Linked DNA regions of Mus musculus: region 2 is linked to region 1. The links are chromatin contacts, called in public Hi-C maps. All regions are on one chromosome and are shown on one strand. Each heading gives the region's core, a stretch centred on a gene start, on an enhancer-like site or on the middle of the called end of the contact. The rest is flanking DNA. Distances are from core to core; before and after follow the strand shown.

Region 1 (4,943 bases), core at 1,236-3,735:
GAGCCTGGGATTTTCTTTTACCTCCAAAGCTTAATTCATTAGCTGTTTTGCCAGGTTTTTTTGTTTGTTTGTTTTAGTGACAGGGTTGAAGTCACACAGGTCTGCGGTAGCCTAGGTCAGCAATTTAGAATCTCAAGGAAGGGTACTGAATACTGAGCACTTCCATCTAGATTTTCTGCTTTCACACTCTGTCCCTCTGTGGCCCTCTTCACTGCCTGCCTTCTTTCACAGGGAAGTTCAAGAAACTTGTGCATGCCAGAGCATATGTAGGCAGAAGCAGCACTTATCTCTCATGCAAACCTTCCCCGCCCTTCCCCATATTCACAGTGCAGGCTGGAGGTGGCTCTATGCCAACGTGGGGCTTCTTTTCAAACAGGTAGCCCTTTCCCGACTCAGACTACATCCAGATAAACAATCTCCTTACTGCACGATTCTCAGGCATTCCATTTGTGTCTAGATATGTTGTAGTGAGCTCCTTGGGTAAAGCTATGACATGTTGCGTGGATTAGCTCACCCAGTCTCTAATTTCAACTTCCTCCTGTGCTTTCTGCCTCGTACCATAGGTATTGAAAAAAAAAACGCATCTTTAATTCTCCCCAGTCACGTGGCTCTGAGAATCAATCCTAGCCAAAATTGTGCAGCAGAAACCAGAAAAGAGTTCTTCTCTTTTAAAATTATTTATATACATATCTATTTTTGATTGTGTGTGTGTATGTCTGTAGGCTTGAAACTGATGTGAGGAATATTTCTTAATTCCTCTCCACTCTATATGTTGGAGTAGGGTAGACCAACCAAACCACAATTGGTGTAAAGCCTTCTAAGAATGAGGAAATTCTCAGCGCTGTAGGCTACTGAGATCTGAGTACGTCTGTTAGTCAGCATTAATGTGGCAATAATGGGCTCATATACCAGCTAGCAAGGACTTCCTCAAAAGCTAGTTCACACACTCTCTTCCTGTGACTGAGTGAAAACTAAGGTATTCGTCAGTGAAGCTGGGCTTTTGACACGTAAATGGAACTTGAGCAACTTTAGAAAGATTTAACTTCCTTAGTCATCTTGACTTCAGTATGTTCCTCATACTAGAAAAAAAAATTGGTACTCAATTACTAAGCATATATTATTTTTCCATTTTTAAAATTTCTATTAAATAATTCCATTTCATTTCCAAGGTAAACAGGTGTCTCTGCCCCACCAAATTCCTAGGCAAAGTAGACAGAAATGTGAAATATAGAAATATGTAAATATACTTAAGGAAAACCATAAAGTACAGCTTCTATTGTTGCTTACTTCTACTGTTTCTGTGGCATCAGTAAGACATTCCTCAGTCAAACTATGATCTTCAGGCAGAATTTGATCATTAGGCTTTGTGTGGCCCTAACATTGAACTAACAATGCTTTTCTGTAGATAAATATTTATAATTAATTTAAGTATAGAGAAATCAAGCTCTGAACCTCCCAGTTCAAATAATTGTTACTTCTCTGAAAACAATTTCATTACTGTTATTAGCACATCTTTAATTTAAAATATACTCAATTATCACTTTTAGTATATTTTGAATTGTACCAATAAAACTCCAGAAATCTATTTTCACCGTACTGAGTTTTTGGTAGTTTTTTATGTTTGTTTGTTTTGTTTTGTTTTGTTTTGCTTTGTTTTTGTTTTTAATTTGTAGAAATACATATCTTTAGTTTTGTGTCTTGGTTCACAAGCTTCAAATAGGCCTTTAAGCAGAAGATGGCCTTCTGCCCTAAGAAATGCCTGGCTATTGGTTTATGAGCAATATTATGATGCACGGTTTCAGGAGGCACACTGTCCAGGGAGTAGAGAACATCTGTGCTGCCTTCTGTTGTCTACAAGAGACAGTCTTTGTTTCCAGGAAATTTCCAAGAAGCATAAGGCCAAACAATCTTCGTGAACTTCTGTGTCCTTTTTCTCATCTCACAGAATGCTCTTTTTGTGGAAGAATTGGGGGAAGGATTGAGGGCCCTGACTTGGGATAGGAACTCCATGGGAAGACCAATAGTGGCAACTAACTTAGATCCTTGGGGGCTCTCAGAGACTGAACTAAACAACGTAAGGGCATTCATGGGCTGAACCTAGTCCCCTGCAGATATGTAGATGTGCAACTCGGTTTTCATGTGGGTCCAGAACAACTGGACCTAAAGCTGTTGCCTGTCTGTGGAATACATCCTCTAGTTGGACTGCCTTGTCTGGCCTCAGTAGGAGAGAATGTGCCTAGCCCCACAGAGACTTGATGTGCAAGGTTAGGGAGATACAGGGGGTGAGGGAGCTGTACCCTCTCAGGGGTTAAGGGGAGAGGGGTGCGGGAAGAACTGTGGAAGGGAGAGGCCAGGGGAGGAAATAATCCAGATATAAAGGTAATAAATTAATTTTTTAAAGAAAAAAAACCAGAATCATAGGACACTCACTGGACTGGCATTGACACTGTGAACTAAGGGAACTCATGGGTGACCAGGTTAATACAGGGAACTCATTGCAGACAACTGAGTCACCCCTGAGTCATCCTGTGGGAGTATAAATAGCTACAGGATCATTGGAGCTCATTTGCAAGTGATTTCACTCTTATTTGTCCTACTCACTGGTTTAACATATAAGTCTAGGCAAGGTCTTTTAAGGACACTTATTTTTTTCTTTCTGATTACTATTAACATTTTTTTTTCTTTTTGGTTTTAGTTACCAGTGATAATTGTGTTCTAATGTAATTTTTGAAATAGCTTATTTTTTTTGTCTTTATTCTGAAGTGACATGTGTTTTGCTTCTTCCTTTCACTTCCCACACAAAATAATTTTGTGCATGGATTAGTTCCTAATGGTAGTAATAACTGGTCATCGTCAAGATGAAAATTATTATGCTTTTGCTTTTTTTGAAAAAAAAAATTAGTACATTCTCAGGGCCAATGGGCTGTACAGTTGTAAGGATACTTCATGCAGTGTATATATGTGTTTTAAATATCAGCAGGACTATCTAATATTATTATATGAAATGATTATCCTGATTTGGTGCAGGATTATGCAATTGCTTCGTGTGCAGAATTTTAAGATTTTTCTTTAGTGACTATCCAAGAAAGTTGCATCTATTTTTCCCTATCAGGATCTTTAAAGGTCACTTGAGAATTGCGTCTTGTACTTGTATAAAATCTACTTAATTAGATTTATATGACAACATTTCAGTCACTCGAAGTTTGTCCTAAGCTCTGATAGGTAGCCTGGGAACCCTACCTGTGATGTTGAGAAGTCTGCAAAGACAGCAAGTTGGTAGATGTAGTTGTTAAGCCTACCTTGATTACTATCAAGAGCTTCCCAAGGTTCTGCGTTCCCACCCTGCAAAGGCTGTAAGTTGATTTAACTCCCCGTGATTGCATCTTTAGGCTATAGTCCTCAGTAATGCTGCCTATCCTCCCACTGACGTTCAGAGCATGTACAATGTCCATATACTGTAATCAAAGTTTTCCTCTTAAATGCTGGTCATGTTTCAAAGGCGTCCTAAGAGTCTACTTTAGTGGAAGATTAAGCTTGTGATGAGCTGAGTGTGGAGCCTGACATATAATAAGGACGCCATAAATGGTAGCTTTTTTGTGACTGCGTTGGAATTTGCTCACAGCATAAAGGATGTGCTTTTATACAAAGTCTCTGGAATTCCTTTTTCATAGTGAAATTCAAGTCTCATTTTAAAACTGAAGCTCTCTGGTTACGAAAATGCTGAATTTTGTACATTTAACTGAACAATCCATTGATATCACCCTAAACATGAAAGATCATTATTTTAATAACTTATTATAGGTCCTTTGTGGAGATAGTCTTGCTTTATTCCCTCTATAGGAAAAGTAGGTTATTTTCTCAAAGCTATCTGGTGAGAATATTACTTTTTTTTTTTTTTTGTCCTAGACTTTCTCTGAAGTACTATTGTCTTACTGTACTGTGTGGATAAATATTTAATTTTAAGAGAGTTCCCCAGTGTTCCTGAGGGTTGAATAGAAAGGTCTAGAAAGTTTTATTTTTATGCTTTTTTTTGATTTGTGTATTTGTGTGTGGTTTATGCTTGTGTACATGTGGTGTGTGTGTGTGTGTGTGTGTGTGTGTGTGTGTGTTTGTGTACTAGCCTATGCACCCAGAAGTGGAGGCTAGAAGTTGATATCCAGCATCTTTCTACAATGGCTTTTTCATCTTCTGTTTTTTTTTTTTTTAAATCAGAATCTCTTATGTGAATGGCTCATCTGAAGGTGACCATTTCTGTTAGAGTAGCTGGCCTGCATTTTCTGGGATCATCATGTTTCTGTAACCAGTTCTTAGGTTACACACCCGCTGTCACCCACAATGCAGATTCTGGGATCTCACCTCTTATCATGTTTGTGCAGGAAGTGCTTCATCCATTGAGCCTTTTCCCCAAACCTTGAGCATTTTTGATGCAATAGAAACGTTTCTTAAACATTTGCCTTCTATCCTAAAGTTAAGACTAGAATCTCAGAAATGCTGAATCTCAGTTTGTTTCTGGAAACATACATTCATATGATCATTTGTCAACGCACCAGAGAATAATTTCAATTTCTCAAGTAAAATCATAATTAAATTAAACTACAATTTTAAAGAGTTGTATCCAGATTATAAAACTATTCAGTTAATGAATTACAAGCTGGAACAAAGACTTACTTCCAAATAGTGTAGAGTTTGATGGTATCGTTATTCATTTTGTGGTTTAAAATATCTCAGCAGATCAAAACCAAAGAATTTTTTGTTAAATTAGCCCACTTTGGTAAATGATTGCCTTTCCCACTTGTGTGACATACTGTGAAGCATGGCTGAGTTTGAGTCCAGGGAGCATCTAGCAAGCAGTCTTCAGCAAGAACACTCAACAGGATCAGTCTAACTTCACAAGTAGGCAATTTTTTACCAATCATGACAACAATTTATATGAACAGAAGAAT
Region 2 (4,943 bases), core at 1,469-3,968, 56 kb before region 1:
GGTTTCTGCATTCAGTTTGTTGCTCAGGGGCAATGATAAGAACTTAGGTGCTCCAGGCACAAACACAACAGGCCACAGAATAAAGGGAAGCCAGTGAAATGGCTCAGCATTTAAGAGCAGTGATTACTCTAACAGAGGAGTAAGCTTGGTTCACGGTACCCACATGGCCGCTCATTCAACTACCTTACCTTCAGTTCCGGGAGATCTTCTGGCCTCCATGGCCACAGGCACACACATGCATCCAGGCAAAACACATGTACACACCCCAGCCCCCTCCTGACCATCCCTAAACCTCATGTTAGTGAAGAAGAAACCAGAAAGCTGTGTGAAATGGGAGTTACAGAGATGAGGAGCAGAGGAGTATAGAGAGGGGATCTGGATGTGTGATTAGTCCTGTGTGACCACGGGTATGACAGCAGATCACTACTCTGTCAGATACTGAGCCCTCAGGACAGTTTCATAATCTTTTTTTCTCAGTGCAAAATAACATGCAACTCTCAATAATATGCACTAGGCACAATGTCCAGTGTCACTGGGGCAGCCACACAGAGCTTCAGCCCCTTCTGTGTTATCCTCTTTGTTCTGAGAAAACCTTTACCTTATTACATAAACTTGTAAGAGAAAAATCAGACTCATCCTATTTTGAACTAATTATTTCCATCAACAGCTTTGTAAATTGACTTTTCAAATATAATTCTAAGTGCAATCCTCATTTTTTTTTTTAAAAAGTTTAAGACAAATATGGGACACTGTTTACATGGTCTTAGAAATCATAAACTGTAGGTATTTGCCTTTTTGAGATAAGCTATAAACACTTTATTTTCCTCTCATTATTGACTTAAAAGGAGTACAAATGTTAGACTTCCGTATCAACTGCCTGTTATTTATACTTTTTAATTTTACAGATAAAGCTTGCCCTCAGATCCACAAAGCCAGTAGTGCATCTCTGGCGTAAGTTCCCTGTTGCCAATGATCAAGAACAAAGCAGTCTCGGGAAAGGCAGTACTTGCCTGATCATCCTCGACATGCCATAAATCCATCTTGCTTACAGCGGAATGTGGCTAAGTTAATAACTATTGACTGAGGCCCTGCTGAGTTTGAAAACTGACCACAAATTTTAAAGCACCTATTGCACTATGTAGGAACACATTTTTGGTACCATCAAATTTCTTATTGAAGTTGTACGTCTCATGTGTGTTATTTATCTGCTCAGAGGAGATAAACAGTGAGTATATCACAACCTGAAATGACAGTGACAAGTCTGCAATGTGTAACAGAACCCACTCCTGCTCCACAGTGGAAATTTACACTTGTGAACAAAGCCGAGGAAGCTTCCAGCTGGAGAGGAAAGCTATATACCTGTAAATAATCCGGGCAACACTAACACTGGGGCATAAAAGCACAATTTATGTCCCAGTAGCAAAGGGAAACACCGTGTACATCGTTTTCAGATCATCTCCATGCAGAGGAAATTCATTAGTCAGCTATAATAGTTGAGCTATAAAGGAAAATAACGTTCTGCTGAATCCATTTGCATGGCAATGTGTGTGTGTGTGGCTGGCTGCTGGAAGCGACAGAATAAACCTCCACCCAATGCTACAAAATGCTGACAGTCTTCCTAAAATTCTGTCTATATTCTATCCAGTTACAGCGTTTACAATCTCCTCATAGTCATGGACCGTTTTAACTTGGCCATTAGAGCCTCCTGATTATTTTGCTTAAGAAAGTTGACAATTTTTCATTCTGCCCCAGAGCTGCTTTGAACAGAAGCCTGTGATAAGGGAAAAGCCACTGGACGAGCATTCATGCGTGAGCCCCTAGAACCCCTGCCAACTGCCAAATTAGCAAATGGCTCTTCTAAACATAAAAAGGTAGGAAATGGGAAACCACAGTTTGGAATAAATTCTGCATTGTACTTTCTTTGGTCTTTTAATAATTACACCGCTACTAGCCAGACTACCTGACCTCTGGTTATAATGTATTTCACCTCCACTGAGTCCCAGGAAAAAAAAAAGATAAAGTGGGATAGAAAATGATGGATCACACCCTCCGTGTGTTTGCCAGGAATAAAAAATTCAGACCATCCCAGAAACACCTGCCCTTGAGAAAGACACCCCCACCCCCTCCTCGCGCGCTCCCTCAAGGCAGATAAAGCAAGACTAGGAACAAGGAAATAGCTGGGCTCAAACCTTGCCGGCTGTATCACCCTGGACAGGGTGACCGATCCCTTCTGTAAGGGCTGAGTCAGATCCCAGAGGTGAAACTTGCAGAGCTACAGCAGCCCTGGAGCACCTAATGCTCTTGGCGCCCCTGAGTCACACAGGTGGCCGTCAACAACACTCCTTCTAAAGCGACAAGCTCAATTCTAGTTTGCACCTCCCCGACCCCATACCTTCAGTTTCCTAAGCCCCCGGGCTCGCACCCACCTCGGTGGTCTTGTCCTCCAGAGCAGTAGCCAGTTCCCTTAGTGGAACAAAGAAAGCAGAGGGGCTGGGAGAGGCTGGGTGCCTGATCGACGCGGCTGGAGTTTGTACCTTGGGGTGCCCGGAGCGCGCGGCGCCGAAGTCAGCCGGCTGGGGACCACCCGCGCGCTCCGCCCTTCTCCAGCGAGTCAGCGGTCGCCCAGCATCTGGCTCCGCACAGGGTCACCCGGGCTCGGACGCTGCGGGCGGCGAGGCCGTCCGGGTCACCTGCGGCCCGGGCCGAACCCCGCCGAGCGCCCTCGGACTGCTCCGCCCCTTCCCACACGCGCCCTGCCCGGCCCGTGACTCAGCCGGGCAACAGCGGCGCCCGGGCGCGTCCGGGCTGGAGGCGAAGAGACCCGGGTACCCGCCCCAGCACGTGTCTGTTCGTCCCTGTCGCTCTAGGTTTGTCCCCAACGGTCCCTCCTGGGGCCCGAGATGGGGACTGGCACCACCCTTGGAGGGTTGGGGGGGGGGGGGTTGGCGTCCCCGCCCTTCCCGCAGCCAGTACGCTTAGCCCGGGGGGTCGCACTTCCTCAAGCCCCGCCCCACCCCCCGCCCTCGGCAAGGTGAAACTTTCTAGGTGGAGAAGTTTCCCTCTCCCCAGCTATGCGCTTTCTCTTCCTCCTCCAGTTCTGGAGTCTGAAGCCAGCGCAGAGGGAGATCAGTGGCCCCGAGTCTCCCCCTCCTGGTGCTCCAAAGTCACCCGCGCAAAGCGCACGCACCCCCTGGCGCACCCCGGAGCTGCAGCCTCTCTCACGCCCGAGGTGGCGGCCCCGCACTCACCCGCGTGGACAGAGATCTAGGCGCCACGGAAACAAGGCGCTCATTGTCACAGACAATGTTGGGAGTGCATGGACGGATTGTCCCAATGATTTCATTTTGCAATCATTATCCCCCTAGTATAATTTCTCAGATTTCTGGAAGAACCCCAGGAGTTTAACCCAGGGGAGGCTTCTGGTTAATTTTCACTTTTTTTTCCTCATAGCTGGACACAGGGTAATTAAATAGACAAATGGACACAAGGCGGTTACATAGACAAATAGCAACTAACAAATCCAACACATAAGTTCAAATCTCGAATATTAAAAGAAATTGAAAAGGATTTACTTAGGAAGATTCGTTTATTAGAATCGTTTCTAAAATTTTGCATTTCCCTACAAGGATACAATAAGGTGAAAGGATCTAAGGAATCCATTGCCTTTTAGAATAGGAGTTCTTTCCAATTGTCAGAAGAGCTGATTCGATAATGGACATAGAGGTATGTATAGAAGTAACTTTGAGAGTCATTCAAGCCACAGCCACTATACAGGTGCAGGGGACACGTCTTACACACAGAGCAAAGACAAGGAAGGTCTCATACATTTCTTATAACTGCGCTATGTATGTGTTCAGTACATTACCAGACACTAGACAGAGCTATTTCAGTCCCAAGAGCAGTTTACCTCACCACTCCTCAGTTTGATGGAAAAGGAAAGTTCCTATTACAGTTTTGGAGGCCTGCACGGAATCATTTTGCAGATGAATAAAACAGCCCGTACGAATTCCTAGGAAGCTCACACAGCTGGTATTAAGAAAGCCAGGGTTAGAACCCAGTTCTCAAATCTCCTTCAAGGGTCTATACTATGTCCAGGGGTTCCAGCCAAGCAAACTTGATTCAAGCGGGTCCTTCCAAATATCACGCTATTCATGAAGGTTGTGGCTCATTCTGAAACTCTGGTGTTACTGGTTACAAGGCCCCTGGCCTTTAAAAAGCCATCTTGATTAGCTTGAAAGTTTATAACATCTTTCAATAGAAGGTGAATAGATGGATTTTACACACACACACACACACACACACACACACACACACACACACACACACACCGTAGTTGTCTAAATGAATGATTAGCGTGCTGTTTCTATTTCCTGGTTTCCATAGCAATATGTTAACTGGATTTTTTTTTTTAAACATCCCATGTAGTTGCCTTAACAGGTTTTCCAAGTTTGAGTGCTATGATTAAAAATAGAAAAACAGAACAACAGCAACAACAAAAACAATTAAAGTTGTATAAAGGCTCAGAAAAGGCAGTACAAACAAACTGAAAAGTGGATTATACATGCAAGCATTCTATTATAAGTTTTTTTAGAATAGAATTTTTCCCTGCTTTCTACTCAAGGACAAATTTCAGTTCAGTTTTAAAAAATGGCTTTAAAATTATGTTTTTGATATGTTAACCATAAACCAGAAGATATTAATAGTTTATAAAGCTAGCTAAAAAATAACATAATTAAAGGAATGACTGTAAAAGTTGTATAACTTTTACACTCTACCTGGACTCATTTATTAGGAAAAGTATTTCCCATCTTTAAAATGATAGAAGCAGATAGTTTCTAAAGATGGCAGGACACCCCCTAATTCCAAGCTTTTGCAGCCAACTTTAATTGCTCTTTGACTTTCTTAGCGTCTGTGGCATGGGTGACACATTGGATGATGAAGTT

What was found. A called contact is a pair of places that touch in the nucleus more often than the background predicts.
Region 2: a contact with region 1 is called in a Hi-C map of pancreatic cancer cells, with 2.9 times the contacts expected there. The contact joins the promoter of Met here to the enhancer-like site in region 1. A contact is called at or near these places in 1 of 39 promoter capture datasets (3T3-L1-derived adipocytes), 11 of 484 Hi-C or Micro-C datasets (3T3-L1-derived adipocytes, the AML12 cell line, LSK cells and 7 more), 6 of 115 datasets of contacts at active chromatin or transcription factors (bone marrow-derived dendritic cells, bone marrow-derived macrophages, embryonic fibroblasts and 3 more) and 3 of 9 other capture datasets (adipose tissue, liver and pancreatic islet).

Annotation. Positions count from the first base shown.
Region 1 is chr6:17,405,858-17,410,800 of GRCm38.p6, reverse strand. No RefSeq gene overlaps it. Among named protein-coding and RNA genes, the nearest start is that of Gm46953, 26 kb to the right of the region's middle. Within about 2 kb of position 2,485, at least 86 of the 459 cell types and tissues checked have an H3K27ac peak or open chromatin away from gene starts, as enhancers often do. A contact at or near this core is called in bone marrow-derived dendritic cells, bone marrow-derived macrophages, embryonic fibroblasts and 5 more, where this site is marked.
Region 2 is chr6:17,461,732-17,466,674 of GRCm38.p6, reverse strand. It overlaps Met (met proto-oncogene), which reads right to left and starts at 2,718. Exons shown (of 22, transcript NM_008591.2): 1 at 2,427-2,718.